Linked DNA regions of Mus musculus: region 2 is linked to region 1. A link is a contact called in public Hi-C data. All regions are on one chromosome and are shown on one strand. The core of a region is the stretch at or near the end of the contact, and the rest is flanking DNA. Distances in the headings are between cores, read along the strand shown.

Region 1 (4,172 bases), core at 1,177-3,676:
CCTAGCATGAAGGAAGTTAGTACAAAATTAGAATAGTCAGGAGGCATCAAATCATTCAGGGTCTTATGACGGAATACAAGGATTGAGGCCATGTCTTGGGAACAATGGGAAGTTTTGAAGTATGTGTAACCTAAGCAGAATTGGTCATCACATTTCAGTATGCAAGAAAGCATGGAGGAAGTGGAGAGACATGGTCTCTGGTTTATTATTTGTGCAGCTCACCTGGTTTAACCTAGACAATAATTCTGCAAGGTTCTAATCACCGTCTAAGGGAGGAGACCTCTGAGGTGCAGACAAGTGAAGTGATTTGCCATATTCTTAGCTAGCAGCTGAGTGGAAGAAACAGATCCACAGACTCATCAGGCAACAGCAAACAGTCCACATAGCCCCAGGTTCCTCCAGAGGGAGATGAGATTAGTCCAACTAGAAGTAAGCACAAAATAGGATTAAGGGAGCCAGGTGGGTAAAGAGGGATGCCTGAGAAGGGCAAGGAGTCACTGACAAAGTAGACAAAAGCTTAAGAATGACCTCAGAGCACGGCATCAAAGGATCTCCTCTCCTGGAAGTGTGCACAACCCACACTGAAGTGCTTCTAGCCTGGGCAAAACTGTTGCAGGAGAAAAGACTAGAAGAAACCATTAAAGCGATTATGGAAATGTTTAGCTCTGGCAGTGAAACCCTGTAAGCGTATGCACTTTTCCGTCCAGGTGCCCCATACATAGCAGGAGCTCAGTCGAATGAACTAATGATCAAGAAGATGGATATAAAGGTTGAAATGAGACAAGGTGGTGAAAGGCCAAGGCTGGCATTTTTGTTCTGAACCAAAGTTCGGAGTCCTTGGCCAAAACTTGCTTCATTCTGAAACAGATCTTTGAACTATGAATCCACCTGTTGTGGGCTTCCATCTGTGTAAGGACCACACTCCAAGTCGGCGAATTCATCAGCTAGGTTTCAACTGAACCCTTTCAACCTCCCCAGCCCTGCCGAGGCTGTATAGGGGGAAACAGGCACAAGGGAAGAGTAAATGAAGGCCCTATGCCAAAGCAAATATTTTGACGCTGCAGGATTTGGCGAGATGTGAGAATACTGGCTCAGAGGGCTGTAACTCCTAACCAAATGGCACAACATACTATGGTGTTATGATATTAGGTTGTTAATCATGGAAACACTGGCATCTGTTTCCTCAGAAGCTCCCTCCCAGATGGTGCACCCCACTGTTTCTGTTGTCTGGAACAGTGTGAGGTTCCTTCAATGGCTGTAAGCTTCCAAATCAGCCTTTAGACAATGGCAGCCTGTTAATTAAGTGGTCCCTTTGTGACTGCATTTGAAAAATATGTGAGGAGAAGGGTTTATTGAGATGTGAAAAAAAGAAAAAGCAATGGGGAGGAAGGAGCTTTTCCAATACCAAGGCCTGTATGTGAGTATCATCCAGTAGGCTTCAAGAAGAAGGAGATTAGCTTGAGATGTGCAGGCAGGAGCTGGAGAATCACACAAAGCTGCCATCTCTACCCAGTGGACATCTAATCACATGCAGGTTGAGTATAATGAGCAACCCAGCTGCTGTGCCTCACTCTTCTCTTTCCAGTGAGGCAGGCAGGGGATGGAAGCCTTCCAGCTGGTTCTTGGGTGACTTGTTCCGTTTGAGGATATGTAATTGTCCTGCAGGATGCCAGACAGTGTTTTGACTCCAGTGGGGAAGATTGGAGTGGTGGAGCTCCAGAAAAAGGTCTAAGCAGCCTGTGTACTCGGAAGAGCAGACTGGGGGTAGGGGGCAAGTTGATATTAAGTGTGAGTGCTCACACCCAAGAACTTGACTTAGAGACCTAGAGAAGATTCACATCTGACTTGTGAGACTTGGCTCTTCAGTCACCGCTTAGCTCTCTACCTAAAACAGCACACCAGGGAATCAGGCCTCCAGAGAAATGGAGTCTTCAGCAGAAAGTGGAGCTCTGACAGCTCCTGTCCAGTGTCCAGGAAGAAATAAATCAGCCTTGGACTGGATTACAGGACCTGTGGTTTACCAGATGACTTTGTGTTTCCCACTGGTTAAACCTAAATTCACTCTTTCATGCAATACATCTCAATTAGTCATCTGCTGGGAGGGAAGCCCAGTGGTGTCGAGGTAATGACCTGGCAGGTGCACCTTGGCCCCTAAGGGGCATGTATTCCAGAAGACCCATGGTTCTGTGAGCCAAATGGAACCAGATCTTCACTGAAGTCCCAAACCTGCTGAGTACCTGATGTATAACAGCTACTCAGCAAATGTCTAGGAGGGATTTCATGAATGAAAGCTGATTTCCTCTGTCTCCCATATGTCATATGACTTGTGTCTCTGTTCATTTCCTCCAGCTGCCATTCCTGCTTAGTGTTCTGGCTTGAATAGGTGCAAAGAACAGCTATTTCCCAACAGCCACACCTTACTGCTTCATACACTTGCAGACTGTTAATAATTCACTTTTGGGGCTTGGCTTCTTCGTCCACTCATGTCAGTATCTGTCCTTGGTCACCTGGAATAAGAATAGTTTCTTAGCTGGGCGTGGTGGCGCACGCCTTTAATCCCAGCACTCAGGAGGTAGAGGCAGGCGAATCTCTGAGTTCAAGGCCAGCCTGGTCTACAGAGTGAGTTCCAGAACAGCCAGGGCCACACAGAGAAACCCTGTCTGTCTCATAAAACCAGAAAGAAAAAAAAAAAGAACAGTTTATTTTGGAATCTAATGGTCCTGTGCAGTTTGCAAATGTTTTCATTTATATGATTTTTGTTTTTTGTAAGGATGAGCAGAGAACTCCTAACAAGTGTCCAGGCTGCCTTTAGACAAACACTGTCCTTAACCCTGAGCCCCACCCACACTGTACTCTCAACTTTAAACTTTAAACTTGCAACAGATGCAAACTTTCAGAATACCATTCAAATGTAGTTCAAAGAGACCCTTCCCCTAAAATAGGCACTTTGGTGACATTTAAAGTCTTTTTACACTAGCGTGTGTACTCATAGTGATCCTGTACTTACAGTGGGTTATGACAGAGAGGAAATAAACCTGGAAAGCCACAGAAGAATCCAGAAAATTTTCCCTAGGCCAGATCTGTACAGCATAAAACATTTGACCCTAGCTGAGAGACTCAGTAACAATTAACATATTTGTTGTTATTGTTGTTGTTGTTATTGTTGCTACTTTCACAGTCAGTAAAACTCTTACTATTACAGTTAAATTGCTCAGCAAACACTAACCCGACAAATAAGTGCTCCTTCTGTGCAATGTAAGCTCTGATGACGATGTTTTCATGACTACCCACAAACTAAGCCAATCTTTTTGTTTTCATTCATGCTAAGTATCAACAGATGTTCTCTTAAAATATTCACAAGCTGTACCAAGGGGAAGGGTTAGATGGCTAGTAAATCCTAGCACAACAGGAAGAAGCGGAAACTATTTCTTTTGGGGTAATGGGCACAATGCTGTAGTGGGATTTCGTGGAATATCATGCATCCTTGGCTAACTCAACTGACTTTCCTCCCTCTAGTGAGGAAAGATCCTCCAATCAGCAGCTGACTTCCTCAGGGATTTGGGGAAAACTTCTTCCCCCCACCCCCACCCCCACCCCCACCCCCACCCCACTGTGTGTTCAGGTGCTGAGCCTATGGCGTCCTGAACTCATAGCTCAAGCTTCCTACTTCTCCCTGGTCTCCAATTTCTTTTTTCTAGCATGCCAGACTCCCCCCCCCCCCAAAGGGTTAGGCAAATGCCAGAAAGTTTGCTCCAAAAACACTATACCAAAGAATACAGCCTCAAGGTGAGTTATGACTTCTACAGAACACAGATCTCAGCTTCGTGCTGAGTCCCTGTCTAGAAGGAAGTCACTTTGAAGTTTCCATGCTGCTCAGAACTCACCCTTCCATCCATTGCCTAGACTTCCCACCTGGTTCCTGATCCTCTAGCTTTCAAATTCTGTGTATTCCTTGACTCTACAGTCTGTTCAGACTTCCCACCTCTAGAGGTTTCTGAGGTATGTCTTGCCCCACAGCCTAAGTGTTCCAGAGGCATGTGAGTGCTCAAACCCAAGAACTTGACCTAGAGAGTTGGGGAAGACTCACATCTTCCTTCTGCCATGATAAATTCCCAGGCATCTCTCATGAAGGCGGATTGGAGAAGTCTGGCTACAAATTGCTGGTTAAGAAA
Region 2 (4,172 bases), core at 1,110-3,609, 75 kb after region 1:
CTGCCCACCCAGCTTGTAAGCCACAGCATGCAGATGCCAAGCCAAGAGATGAACATGAGACTCCAGCCTGTCAACAGAAGCATAGTCATAGACTTTCACATCTGAGCTTCTGACCAGAAAGCATTCACCTGAGCTCCGCTGTTATCACCAGCAGCTTCCGGCCCTCCCAGGGAGATCGGCCCATCCCACTCTGGCTGTTGCCCTTGGTTGAACCTCAGGAGACTGGGAGGAGTTATTTTCTTAGCCGATCTGCAACAGCCCTGCTGGCTCCTACCTCAAAGGCAAAGATTCCTCCTCTAGTTTGTTGGCACTGGTTTGTGCCAAGGATCCAGAGAGAGGACAGGCTCTGGCCTCCCATGGGCCTCTGCCAGGCATGTGAGTCAGGACCGGGCTGTAGTCAGAGGAGCCATTGTGACAGAGATGTGGAACTCAGTCCATGGTGTCCTCTCAGGTCAGGTATCTCCTCACCAAGAATCTGCACAGGGCCCTGAGGTGCGATAAGCAGGGAATATGCAGAGACTTCACTTCTTCTTGTCCTACACGGAAATAAGAAAGCCAGGAGACAGAATACCAATGTTTATCTGGACTGTCAACAAAAGGTTATGAGCAAAGGAGTAACTGGGGGAAACACATAGCTTTACAGGGACAAATACTAACAGCATAGCCTTCTGGAACTGTCCTAGATGCTCTAGGGTATAAAAGAGTCATGTTGGAGTCTCCCCATTGTACAGATACTGCCCAGGTGAAAGAGTCAAGCTATACAGTGAGCTGTGTTCATTTTATGCTCACTTACTGGGCACTTACTCCCTGGGAATCATTGTTCTGGGACAACTTACAAACTGCTCCTGCACACACAGGGGCTACCTGCTCAGGAGCTGCGGCAGTATCTTACCAAAAGAAGAGTAGGTCCAAATGAGTGTAAAGGGCTATGGCTTGCAAGGGAAGGAACTTCTAGGAATGGAGATGGAAGATGTCAAGAAGTTTGCTGTGCAAACTCAGAGAGCACTGTGGGTAGAACAATCGGTGCTGCCAGGAAGGAGAGATGGGTGCCTCCCATTCCAGTCCCACTTCCTTTTCTTTCTTTCTTTCTTTCTTTCTTTCTTTCTTTCTTTCTTTCTTCCTTTCTTTCTTTCTTTCTTTCTTCCTTTCCTTCCTTCCTTCCTTCCTTCCTTCCTTCCTTCCTTCCTTCCTTCCTTCCTTTCTTTCTTTTTTGATTATTTTTTATTAGATATTTTCTTTATATACATTTCAAGTGCTATCCCAAAAGTTCTCTATACCTTCCCCCTGCCCTGCTCCCCTACCTTTAAGCACCTTCCTCACTTGAAGCAAAAATTTTGCCATCTGTAATACAACTAAGATGCTAGCAGTGTAGGTCTCAGGAGGAGCAGGGAATGGAAATGATAAGGGAACAGAAGCCTAATGTGTGGCACCATGCTCACATGAGCTGAACAAAAACCTGTATCCACACCACTTTTAGGGAATGAAGTCGTGGGACACAGGGGCAAACCATTACCAGGTACCCAAGAAGAAAAAGAATCTACAGCTTTTTACTGTCTGGCTGTGAAGCAAGGTGGACCGAGAGGCAAGCCCAGAATTGGAACTTGACTCTGCCTGGCATCCAGTACCTGTACACTTAAACTCACTCCCAGCTCTGCCTCAGTCTTCACAACCACAGAATGGACCAAATGTTGGAGCTGGGCATGCCTCAGATGTGACATGCAACAAGAGCAAAGGAAATGTGACAGAAATAGTGTCACACAGAGGCCCACAGATTATTTCTTGTACTCTTGTGATTTGAACTAAGCATTGGACTGAATCCCCAATAAAGAGGAGGAAACCTAGGTCATATCTATTCTTCAGGTGGCCTTCCAAAGTTCTAACCTGACTCTAAACCTGACTGTGCCCCCATACCTCTTGGGGACATCGTTAAATGCAGTCTGGCTCAGGAGGACTGGAGTGTGCCCAAAGGAGAGTGCTACTGGGTCACAGAACACCCTCTGTGTGGCCAGGCTCTCCGAAGGCCACAAAAGCCAAGTGGTTACATAACCCAGAGCAGGCTGGTAGAGAGAAGCTCACAGGGAGAGGTGGGCCCTGCAAGTGGGTTCAGGATACACAGCTGTGGGCCTAATGATAAGCCTTGTGGGTGTCGGGTGTTGTCTAAATCCTATCATACTTATATTTCCCGAAATGTTCCTAAATGATGGATGTATTTTTGTCTTGGTTTCACAGATTACCAAAAAAAAAAAAAAAAAAAAAAAGCTACGGTCCAAAGAGATTGCATCACTTGCCCAGTGTTACACACCGTGCTATCCACAAGCCTCCAGTGTCAGAGCTGAACCCAGGGCAGATGACAGTGATACATGGTGCATTCCTGGACCAGCTGCCCCTCTAATCCCACAGCAGAGGGACACCCCCTGACACAGCACACTCTGAAGCTTGCTGAGAGCTGAGTCATTTAATGGCAGTGGCTTTAGGAGCCAGTCTCCAGCCTCACTGGCTCCTGCCGCACACAATATTTCTCTCCTTTCCGCACTCTGAACAGCTACATCCAATGTCTTTCTTTCACATTTCACAGGGTTTAAAAGCCTGGATTCTGATCTCAGCTTCACTGTCTATAAGTTGCTTAGCTTTGAAAGACTCCGCTTCTCCAATCTATCTTCTGGGCATAATCAGTATAGAGTCTATAGTGGGAAGGTTTTCTTTTTTCTCTTATATACAGTTTCATGCAGCCCATGCTGGCCTCAAACTCACTACGCAGCCAAAGATAACCTTGAACTTCCACTCCCCCTGCCTCTACCTCCAAGTTCTGACATATACTGGAAGGTACCACCTTGCCTGGTATATTCCGCACTGGGGATTGAACCTAGGACTTTGTGCATATTAGCCAAGCACTCCACTCACCATAGCTACATCCCCAGCCCTGGGAAGAATTACTGTGAAAATGGAGGTTGAGCATGTTCTCTGCTGGTTCGTCTTGCCCCTAGCACAGAATCACTATAGATGTGATTATTGAGGTAAAAATCAGGCTCCCAGCCTGTGCAGTGATTCAGCCACTGGGCTCGGTGGTGTGAATGACTCCACTTCTAGCAAGAGGTTTTCAGGCTATTGCACCTGCCAGCATGCATATACACTGCTCCCATAGAAAAATGGAAACCGAGTTACAGGAATGGGGGGCATAATCGCACATCAGGGAAGCATTTTGCACAAACAAATGTTGCATCAACTTTCATGGCTCTGGCCCCAGGCTGGCTATGAGTCAGACTCGCAGCCCCATCTTCAAGCTAGTGGTTGTCCTGAGGCTTAGACCTACTCATTCCCCTCCTACCTGCCATCTCCTGCCACTGCCCTGCATTCCCCAAGGAGCCAGGGATGAAAGAGAGATGCCTGTGAGCAACTGCCATGCTGGCCCGCCAGCATTCGTTAATGCTATTAAAAGATACCCCAAGTCATTACTGTGGCATTGTGGGACTCCGCTGATTGCAGCTAATCTCTGGTTCCTTTTGTGCTCCTAATGGAGGGAGCCTAGCACTGACAAAATAAAAAGAAAGAAAGAAAGAAAGAAAGAAAGAAAGAAAGAAAGAAAGAAAGAAAGAAAGAAAGAAAGAAAGGACATTCTGTTTCCTTTTTTTCTAATATTTAGTTTAAGAAAAAATAGCTAGGGGCAAAAAGTGATATTCAACAGCTAAAAATGAGTAAGATAAGAATAAAAATACAGAGAAGGTGATTTGAAAAATGGTTTTCTTTTCAGCCAGCAGACCCTGAGACAATAGCCACCCGGATGAGCTCAGGGCCAGAGGACAGGAGTCATTTGGTGAGCACACTGTTCCCACTCCCTCCTCTTTCCGCCACCTCTGATTACATCAGTGAGAAATTCTCTCAGTGCTAGTGAGGCTTCAACACCCTGGGACACAGTTAATCTCCCTTTCCTAACAGCAGGAACAGCCTGCGCCAGTGTGCAATGCAGGGCAGGCTGCTGGGACTACAACCTGAGCCGGGTCCCAGGGACTCTATGAATATACGACTTTGTGGTTCTTTTTTTTTTTTATTTTATTTTTTCAGATGTAAGATGTGATTCGCAAGCATCTGATATTGTGGGTGAGTAGTTGCTGGCAGGGTGGGCCACGAGAAATTTGGCAACACTGAAAGGTCTCTGATTCCAGGACAACCAAAAC

What was found. A called contact is a pair of places that touch in the nucleus more often than the background predicts.
Region 2: a Hi-C map of liver shows a contact between it and region 1, with 2.0 times the contacts expected there. The contact joins two enhancer-like sites. A contact is called at or near these places in 7 of 484 Hi-C or Micro-C datasets (liver, muscle stem cells, myocytes and 3 more) and 1 of 115 datasets of contacts at active chromatin or transcription factors (pancreatic cancer cells).

What each region holds. Positions count from the first base shown.
Region 1 is chr11:44,000,280-44,004,451 of GRCm38.p6, reverse strand. Gm12153 (a long non-coding RNA gene) reads right to left here. Exons shown (of 7, transcript XR_388596.1): 2 at 223-423. Among named protein-coding and RNA genes, the nearest start is that of Gm12153, 43 kb to the right of the region's middle. Within about 2 kb of position 2,426, at least 26 of the 459 cell types and tissues checked have an H3K27ac peak or open chromatin away from gene starts, as enhancers often do. A contact at or near this core is called in liver, where this site is marked.
Region 2 is chr11:43,925,493-43,929,664 of GRCm38.p6, reverse strand. No RefSeq gene overlaps it. Among named protein-coding and RNA genes, the nearest start is that of Gm12153, 32 kb to the left of the region's middle. Within about 2 kb of position 2,359, at least 57 of the 459 cell types and tissues checked have an H3K27ac peak or open chromatin away from gene starts, as enhancers often do. A contact at or near this core is called in liver, where this site is marked.